Linked DNA regions of Mus musculus: region 2 is linked to region 1. Evidence: chromatin contacts called from public HiChIP or PLAC-seq data. All regions are on one chromosome and are shown on one strand. Each heading gives the region's core, a stretch centred on a gene start, on an enhancer-like site or on the middle of the called end of the contact. The rest is flanking DNA. Distances are from core to core; before and after follow the strand shown. Region 1 holds the start of Muc1 (mucin 1, transmembrane). Region 2 holds the start of Efna3 (ephrin A3).

What was found. HiChIP or PLAC-seq counts read pairs in DNA pulled down with a chosen protein or histone mark.
Region 2: an HNF4G HiChIP or PLAC-seq map of pancreatic cancer cells shows a contact between it and region 1. The contact joins the promoter of Efna3 here to the promoter of Muc1 in region 1. A contact is called at or near these places in 9 of 39 promoter capture datasets (the 3T3-L1 cell line, the SN4741 cell line, cranial neural crest and 6 more), 1 of 15 datasets of contacts at CTCF or cohesin (embryonic stem cells), 11 of 115 datasets of contacts at active chromatin or transcription factors (the 230-238 cell line, double positive thymocytes, embryonic stem cells and 5 more) and 3 of 9 other capture datasets (adipose tissue, liver and pancreatic islet).

What each region holds. Positions count from the first base shown.
Region 1 is chr3:89,227,165-89,232,151 of GRCm38.p6, forward strand. It overlaps Muc1 (mucin 1, transmembrane), which reads left to right and starts at 1,892. Exons shown (of 7, transcript NM_013605.2): 1 at 1,892-2,013; 2 at 2,747-4,050; 3 at 4,149-4,201; 4 at 4,337-4,470; 5 at 4,599-4,720; 6 at 4,802-4,951. The coding sequence starts at 1,956. It overlaps Mir92b (microRNA 92b), which reads right to left and starts at 34; the gene lies at 1-34.
Region 2 is chr3:89,320,961-89,325,599 of GRCm38.p6, forward strand. It overlaps Efna3 (ephrin A3), which reads right to left and starts at 1,979. Exons shown (of 5, transcript NM_010108.2): 1 at 1,746-1,979. The coding sequence starts at 1,873.

The DNA.
Region 1 (4,987 bases), core at 642-3,141:
AACACTGCACCACGTCCCGTCCCTCCCGCCCACCCGGGGCTCTGGAATCCCGCTCCCTAACCACCTGGGCCGCTGGAACCCAGGGACTGGAGTGCTCTGGGGAGTATAGGTCACCTTAGAGGTGCGCCAGAGCCTGAACACCCGAAGAGTGAAAGGTGGCGAAAGGGAAAGGGTGAGGAGAGGAGGGGAGCCTCTGGTGCCCCGAAGGCCACTTTCCAACGCTAAAGCAGTGCGCGCGCTTGCTCTTTAAATACTCAGACTGAGAGGCGCAGAGCCATCGCCATGGTGACGGGTGTCCCAGCAACCGAATTGAATGGCTGTTGCCTGGCAATCCTGGGAGTTGGGGTTTGGTGCCGCCCACCTAAATACTTGTGGGCGAACTGACGTAGGGCGGCTCCACTCCGCCCGGAGCAGGCCTGACAAAGCCTCTCAGAGGCGGGACACACGGCGGGAGCGTGGGACCCACGCCTCCGTTCCTGCACCTCCGAAATGTTTTTAAAGTATTAGTTTCCGTCTTGTATTCGTTGGGACTAAGAACTGTTTGCCTACTACAGTTGTAACTGCTCCTGCTGGTTTACTCCGCAACCTCCGCTTGCGGGATCCGGCCTGGCATCCTCAGTCCGCGCTACTGTGAACCCAAAGCCCTCCCCAAATTCAACTGTTTCTGCCCTTCAGAACACCTTTCGTTTCTCCCTAAACACACACACAAACACACGGGTTTGCCTTGTTTCGAGTGCTTGTTCGCCCCAAATATTCCTTTCCCAGATACATCTCAACGTTCTCATGTTCCACGATCGGCCCACCTACTTAATCTCTTCCTCCTCAATATCTAGCTACCTAGACATAACCCGTCCTACACCCCACCCCCCACCATTCAATGTCATCACACAACTTGATGCCCCCCCTTCCAGATACCTTGGGGCTCCAACCACTTTTACCCTACCCGCAAACACCATCCCCAGAAGTCTAGTAGCCCAATTAATGACCCTTGCTTCTCCCCTACAGTGTGCATTCTTTCCTATCTGTCCGAGGCATTGATTCTTTTCGCCAAGGCACAATTAACTTCCTTAAGTTAATCTGTCTCAACTTGGGCTGTGCTGCCAAACTATCGGCTGGTGCGAGTACGCCGCGCGACGCTCGCGGTGACCACTAGAGGGCAGGCGTTTCCGGATAGAAGGGCCGGTCAACCTGCCACTCAAGGTGGAGGGTTGGGTAGGAAGGACCTTAGGCTTCAGTGGAGCCCAAGTTTAGTCCTTTTTAAGTGGAAATTTCCCCCACCGCCTTTCTCGGGAGAAAGCCAAAGAGAGACCCAGGCTACTGGAAAGTCTGGCAGGGGCGGGGATTGTGGTTTTCAGAGTACCGGGAACGGCTAGAAGGGCGGGGCTGTTCCGGGAAGTGGCGGGGGGGGGGGGGGTTCGGGGAGGGAGACTAAAACTAGCGACCTGTCCACTATTATCCAGCCCCCTTATGTCCTCTCAACTTGTGAGAAGTGGTGTTCAAGGACCCGCAGAGAGAATAGGAAAAGGGATCGGGGGACCTAGGGATGGACTTCCCATGTCTTGCTGTCCAGGGCCTTTCTGTGTTTCCTTTCCTCTTCTTGGCGGTCACTCTGGGACTAAAACCAGAGCCAGGGGGCCCCAGGTTTCCTCCACATACACACCTGGGGTAGTCAAGGAGCGGTTGGTAAAAGTGGGAGGCCAGATGGAGAAAAAACAGGTTGTCATAAGGTTGAGTGATTGGAGCCCAAGTACCCTACACAGGAATGACTGGGGGGGAGGAGGAGGAAAAGAATAGGGGAGGGGGCGGAGTTTTGTTACCTGTCACCTGCTCTGACTGTGCCTAGGGCGGGAGGGGGACTGGTATAAAGCAGCAGGCACCAGCCCTGTTCCACCTCACACACGGAGCGCCAGCCTTGAGTTTGTTTTCTAGCCCCTTCCCGCCTGTTCACCACCACCATGACCCCGGGCATTCGGGCTCCTTTCTTCCTGCTGCTACTTCTAGCAAGTCTAAAAGGTGAGAGGCGCAAGGTGGGGAGGGGCTGCGCTGTTCAGGTGGGACTCCCAGTCTTTCTGTGGAGTTTGCTTACTGGTAGATTATGAGAGTCATAAATGGCCATCCATACAGGTATGGCCCAGTATGTGCCAGGGGGGAAAAGAGGCTAAGGAAGGAGGCTGAGAAGAGGTGACCCCTCAGGAGAGTGGGCACTATAGTAGGCAAATAATACTCTTTGTGGGGAGTAGAGAAGAGAGGCTGTGTCAGGAGAAGTAGCTCCGGAGTGGAAGAATGGGGCCGTGTGCAGTGGTTCCAGTCTATAGTTCCCACACCCTGGACGCTCAGGTTCACAGAGAGTTCAAGGCCAGCTTAGGCTACAGTATGAATACTTGTCTCAAGTAGAGGAATAAATGAGCCAGAAGCAGAGGTGAGACCTCTGCTTAGGGAGGGAGGCTGTCAGGATGAAGGCAAACCAGGGGCTACCTGATGCTAACATGATCCCCCTTCCTTCCCCGGTTACTTTGTTTTCAGAGTTTATATTTTTCTTCTTGCTCTGATTTTTATTCATCAACCCAGTAGGTTTTTTTTTTGTTGTTGTTGTTGTTTTGTTTTTTTTTTCTTCAACTTTGGCTCTAGCCGGAACTAAAACATCACACATGTTATCCAAAGCGACCCAGTGTCCAACTCTGTTGATTAGTGCTGCGCTGCTGTGAGCATAAAAACAGTTTACCCCTAATCTTCCACTCTGGTTCAGGTTTTCTTGCCCTTCCAAGTGAGGAAAACAGTGTCACCTCATCTCAGGACACCAGCAGTTCCTTAGCATCGACTACCACTCCAGTCCACAGCAGCAACTCAGACCCAGCCACCAGACCTCCAGGGGACTCCACCAGCTCTCCAGTCCAGAGTAGCACCTCTTCTCCAGCCACCAGAGCTCCTGAAGACTCTACCAGTACTGCAGTCCTCAGTGGCACCTCCTCCCCAGCCACCACAGCTCCAGTGAACTCCGCCAGCTCTCCAGTAGCCCATGGTGACACCTCTTCCCCAGCCACTAGCCTTTCAAAAGACTCCAACAGCTCTCCAGTAGTCCACAGTGGCACCTCTTCAGCTCCGGCCACCACAGCTCCAGTGGATTCCACCAGCTCTCCAGTAGTCCACGGTGGTACCTCGTCCCCAGCCACCAGCCCTCCAGGGGACTCCACCAGCTCTCCAGACCATAGTAGCACCTCTTCTCCAGCCACCAGAGCTCCCGAAGACTCTACCAGTACTGCAGTCCTCAGTGGCACCTCCTCCCCAGCCACCACAGCTCCAGTGGACTCCACCAGCTCTCCAGTAGCCCATGATGACACCTCTTCCCCAGCCACTAGCCTTTCAGAAGACTCCGCCAGCTCTCCAGTAGCCCACGGTGGCACCTCTTCTCCAGCCACCAGCCCTCTAAGGGACTCCACCAGTTCTCCAGTCCACAGTAGTGCCTCCATCCAAAACATCAAGACTACATCAGACTTAGCTAGCACTCCAGACCACAATGGCACCTCAGTCACAACTACCAGCTCTGCACTGGGCTCAGCCACCAGTCCAGACCACAGTGGTACCTCAACTACAACTAACAGCTCTGAATCAGTCTTGGCCACCACTCCAGTTTACAGTAGCATGCCATTCTCTACTACCAAAGTGACGTCAGGCTCAGCTATCATTCCAGACCACAATGGCTCCTCGGTGCTACCTACCAGTTCTGTGTTGGGCTCAGCTACCAGTCTAGTCTATAATACCTCTGCAATAGCTACAACTCCAGTCAGCAATGGCACTCAGCCTTCAGTGCCAAGTCAATACCCTGTTTCTCCTACCATGGCCACCACCTCCAGCCACAGCACTATTGCCAGCAGCTCTTACTATAGCACAGTACCATTTTCTACCTTCTCCAGTAACAGTTCACCCCAGTTGTCTGTTGGGGTCTCCTTCTTCTTCTTGTCTTTTTACATTCAAAACCACCCATTTAATTCTTCTCTGGAAGACCCCAGCTCCAACTACTACCAAGAACTGAAGAGGAACATTTCTGGATTGGTGGGTATCAGCCTAGCCTCTGCCATGTGTCCCCTGACGTAGCTCTTCAGGACTGCATGGCTTTCACATCACTCCTGAGTCTTCTCCTCTTCTCCCAGTTTCTGCAGATTTTTAACGGAGATTTTCTGGGGATCTCTAGCATCAAGTTCAGGTACAGTTCTGGATTTGACTTGGGGGAGGAATGGTCAGTCTCGTGACTTTGTGGTGTCGGGATGGGGGTGGGGTGGGGAGAGGAGTGCTGAGCTATAAGCTCAGTCTATCTGAGCTCCCTATTTCCTGTGACCAGGTCAGGCTCCGTGGTGGTAGAATCGACTGTGGTTTTCCGGGAGGGTACTTTTAGTGCCTCTGACGTGAAGTCACAGCTTATACAGCATAAGAAGGAGGCAGATGACTATAATCTGACTATTTCAGAAGTCAAAGGTGAGGTGATAGCCCCAGCTGCAGCCTGGCACCATACTATGGGGCTTTACCACCTGTTTACTTCTGGCGCCAGGAGTGGGAAATCCACCTCCCTTGGGGACTTCCCTGACCACCGCTTTCCCTTCTAGTGAATGAGATGCAGTTCCCTCCCTCTGCCCAGTCCCGGCCGGGGGTACCAGGCTGGGGCATTGCCCTGCTGGTGCTGGTCTGTATTTTGGTTGCTTTGGCTATCGTCTATTTCCTTGCCCTGGTAAGTCTCAAGCCTTCTGCGGCGCGGTGTGCCCTTGGTAAATGGAACCCCACTGGCCAATCCAATCTCCTGTCTCCCTAGGCAGTGTGCCAGTGCCGCCGAAAGAGCTATGGGCAGCTGGACATCTTTCCAACCCAGGACACCTACCATCCTATGAGTGAATACCCTACCTACCACACTCACGGACGCTACGTGCCCCCTGGCAGTACCAAGCGTAGCCCCTATGAGGAGGTAAAGTGTATCCCGAAGAAGCTTGGGCCATCGACC
Region 2 (4,639 bases), core at 729-3,228, 94 kb after region 1:
CCTGGTCCGGTGTGCGCCGCCTCCTACCTCCGTCGGTCCCTGCCCACACCGGAGTGGAGAGGGCGAAAGGAGGTTCTGGGAACCATCCCGTTCCGGAGCTTTCACCTGCGCCCAGGTGTATGCGGGGGAGGTGAACCTGATCAACGCTCCCCCCAAGGCTATTTCCACACCCCCTAGGCTCTGGCAAGCTACCAGCAGTGGGGTTCCCCAAGGGTGGCGGGGAACCCAGGGTCTCTCGCCTGCGAGCTCTCTGCTCGTGCCAGACTGTAGCGGGGCGGGGGTCGGACGTGTAAATCTTAAGGGGGGGATGAGCAAGATAGATACAGCAGGGGAGTCAGCCCTCGGGGCCCCCCGGGGAGGATGGAGTCCCGCTCCGGGGGGGAGGGGCTGCAACCCCACCCCCGAGGTTTCCATGGGAAGCGAAAGGGGGGCGTCATTAGCTCATCCCCACCCCCAGTCTGACACTCTGGGCGCGAGGAGAAAGAGGGGGAGGCGCAGAGCCCCAAACAACAAAGAGCAGAGCAGCAAGCAGGAGCCCCTCCCCCGGAAGGTTGGGGGTCGTGGTCGAGGCCCTTCAGGTCCCCTCCCCTGGGGTCTCACCATTTGTTCCCTAGTCGGCCCCCAGGGCGGAGAGTCAGAAGCAAAGCTGCCGCCACCGCCCGGGCAGGTGTGACAGTGATCCCCGTGTCCCCAGGGATCCCCCTACCAATACACTGAGGTGGCCAGAGTGATACACACGACAGCTCGGCAGGGAGAAGACAAGGGCAGCAAGGACTGTGCAGAATGATGGCCCGGTCCGGCAGCCGGCACCGAGCCGCCGCGCCACACACCGGAGGAAACCACACGGCCGCCCTGACACCCGCCCAGACCGCGGCGGCGCCAAGAGCCACCCCAGCCCAGACAAGACTGGCCACGCGGACACCGACCGCAGCCCCCTCCCCGATCCGCCGCCCGCTCCCACCCCTAGACGGTCGCCGACGCAGACACACAAATCACACACAGACACACGCACACTGACAGCCGCGCACGCCCGTTCACACTCAGTGCCATACGCCGTCCCTAGCTTCAGTGCGTGTGTGTGTGTGTGTGTGTGCGTGTGTGTGTGTGTGTGTGTGTGTGACATGCCGACATCTCTGCCTTCTTCCTTCTCACCAGTACCCTGCGTTCCTAGGGCCCCCCAACTTCGCGACCCTGGCCCGGCTCACCCCAGCAGGGCTTATTCACACAACCAGAGCAACCCCTTACCCTTCGTCCTGAGGAGGTGGAGAATCGGAGTTCCTGCCTTAATGCCGAACCCCACTTTTAAAACCAAGAGTCTTAAGCAGAACCCCATCAACATTACAGGCTGAAAACAGGTCATCCTTCAGCTCCCAAACGCAGCGGCCTATCCCTAGCACACCGGTACTCACAGACTTCAACCTAGCCAAAAGGAGCGTGGATGGTGGGGGAGACTACGGGACAGAGAACACTATTCCATTGGCGAGTGTGGAGAGAAACCAAGATGGGGTTAGGGACCCCCAACAGCCTCCTCCGCACGGCCAGAGCGCTCTTTACTATGCCCCAACAGCTTCTCTCAGACACCCCCGAGTTTCACAGACGCCCACATAGTGCGTCCCCTCTCCCTCGCCTCTCGGTACCAAGCCTGTCTCCCAGGACTGCTGCCAGGTTCCCCTAGGACTTCTCGGGCCCACCAGCTCCCCCATCACTGACGCGGGACGCACGGGTTCTCCGGGTCCCCGACTCACTGCTGATTGGAGCTGTTCCAGTATACCGCATGCCGGTTTCCCAGTGCGCCCCCAGGCCCCTGGGCCAGCAGCGGCAGCAGCGGCACGGGCACGAGCAGCAGCAGCAGCAGCAGCGGAGCCGCCGCCATCCCCGGAGCCGCCGCCGCCGCCGCCCCCCGACTGAGCCCCGCACTCCCGGCTTCTCAGCTTCCCAGCTCCCTGCTGCCGCCGCTGCCAGCCCCCAATCTTAGTCACGCCCACAATCCTTCCCTCCGCCCTTCTGGGCGCGCCCCCGAAGCCCCGCCCCTGGCGCGCTCACGCGGGGCTCCGCCCCACTTGAGCCCAGAGCGCGCCGCGCGTGGGCGACCCATACTGTGTAGCCCCTTTAGGAACAACGCGCCTCTCCTCTCTCCTAGGTGATTTGCTGCAGAGGTTTGCGTCTTTAGGTCCCCCAAGCTTGGAGTTCACAGAAGGATTTGGAAGCCAAGACCTGGACATACATCTGGTGTAGGTCCACACCTTTCTCCATAGAGTGTGGGGGCGTTGAGCGAAGATCTACGTCTGGAATAAGCAAGAGTAGACCCATATCGGACCTCTACTTCCTCCACCCCTTTCCATGTGTGCAAGGAGTTAAATGGACACAAGATGGGGAAGCCTTCAGGTGGTACCAAGAGCTAACAGCTGGCTGCCTGAAGGCCCTCACCTGAAGCCAAACCAGAACACCTCAGCCCAGAGTGTCACCTTCTGGGGGCTGGGCACAGTAGCTATACTTCCTTAATCCTGACACTCTAGAAGCAGAGCCTGGCAGATCTCTGTGAGTTCGAGGGCACCTACATTGGTCTGTGTAACAAGTACCAGGCCAGGCAGGGCTACGCAGCGAGACCGTGTCCCCCCACCCCCACCCCCCGCCCCGTCTCAAAAAAAAAAAAAAAAGCCTAAGCCTTCTATGGTAATCCAGGGCAAAGGTATTTGGTGGTGGTGAGTTGCCAAGGCGAGTTGGAGCCAGGCAGGAATGGAGCAGTCTTCTTGGAAAGCCCACAGAGGTCCCCTCACTGCCTCCGATTCCCTCAGTGATGTCCTTAGGCACGCTCATTCCTGCTTCCATAGATGCTTTCTCTAAGGACAGAGGGCACCTTATATTCCAGCACTTGCCACAGCAGTTGTCTTCTTAGGGACATACAGGCACAAAGATGACATGCACACAGCGATGGGAGAGAAAAAAAATAAAGGTGTCCATATCCAGAAACAGGAGCAATGGACACTTGACATACAGTCCAATCTAGGCACACAAGGTGCCTATAGAGTAGAAATTGGTGTAAACATAGGCCCCTAGACAGAGACACTGACGTATACAGACACACTCTTCTCCCATGTGATTGACCCTCTTTGTGAGGGATCCAGAATACAGATCTACTAGGCATTCACCCCTTATCTTGTCTCTTTCCCAGAAGCCCAGACTGAAAGACAAAGCAGAACCGGGCCTTACTGGGTTCTTAGAACCCACAGCACCTGTGCCCAGGGAGGCAGGCACATTGCTGTTTTGTTGTGTTTCAAGAGGTAGGAAAGATAGCAGCACCTCAGTCAGTTACCTTTGGCAGTACAAGGCCCTGACCACACGCCTGCCTTGGGGGAAGGGCACCGCATGCACAGTAGGTACCATGCCTCCCTGCTGCTAGGCAAGAGTGGGTGCTGTCCTCCTGGGATACCTCTCCACTCCTGGGAGATACCTTCTCTCTCTTCTTGGGAGCCAGAAAATAAATGAGGCCCTTTGAGATGGGAGTGAGGGACTTTGCAAACAGCTCTCTTCATTCCCAAAGAGATTTGCTTCACCCAAATAATGCTAACTGCCTACTCCTGGGAGTTCCAGCCCCAGCCCCAGCCCCAGCCCCAGCCCCAGCCCCAGCCTCAGCCCCTCTGTGCCATACCTTTGCTTCAAAGAAGTAAGCGTCTCTCTGTAAGGCAGCGTCACCGGGTAGCCTGCCCACAAGCATACGAGTGCAGGGTGCTGGACTGGTCCAGAACTTTTTTTTTTTTTTTTTTTTGAAAACTTAAGATTTCTGTTTCTAGAATCTGGGCTCCAAACTGGGAATGTACTTATTGGTAGGGCATTTGTATGAGAGCCTAGGTTCAATCCCCATAACTGGAAAAATACACAAATAATAAAACCTGGCTTTAATTTAAAGATTTGTGTGATTTGGGCCCCATTCTCTAGAGCCCAGAAATTTCTCTTTAGAATGTTGTACTCCACCCTCTCTGACCAATAGTCATCCATAGAGCTTCATAGCGGGAGAGGCGGCTCACAGGTTAAGAACATTTTCTATTCTTCTAAGAGGACCCAAGTTCATTTCCCATGACCCACACCAGATGGTTCACAACTGTCTGTAACTCTAGCTCTGGTGGATCTTACACCTTCAAAAGGTACCTGTACTCACTCACACACACACACACACACACACACACACAAGGGGGGTCCACACATAATTATAAATAGTTTTTTAAAGGGGGGCTGTTTTCCTTGAACTGTTTCCCTTGTTTTCCTGGGACCCTCTTTGTTTAACCCTGGGTTTAAGACCATCTTTTTTTTCTCTGGCCAAAATCCGACTTTGAACACTCTGTGGGGCCTGTGTCTGTGGGATCTGATCCTCTGGTATTCAGGCTTCTTCCATGGAAGTGTTAGCTGACTGATTTGGGCCCCTCTATGAAGATTCTGTCTCTAGAGTGCACTCTTGGCAAGTGGTACTTTGTACAAAAAAAAAAAAAAGCAAACAAAAAACGTGCAACTTCCTTTGGTGGGAAGTGGGCTTATGTGTCTCCCCATCTTAGTAAGGGAGTGTGAGCTAATGCTAATGCCAGCTTCTTTTTGTGTATGTTGTAACTTTTTTTGTGCCAAGTACAAACTTCACAAGGGTATGAGG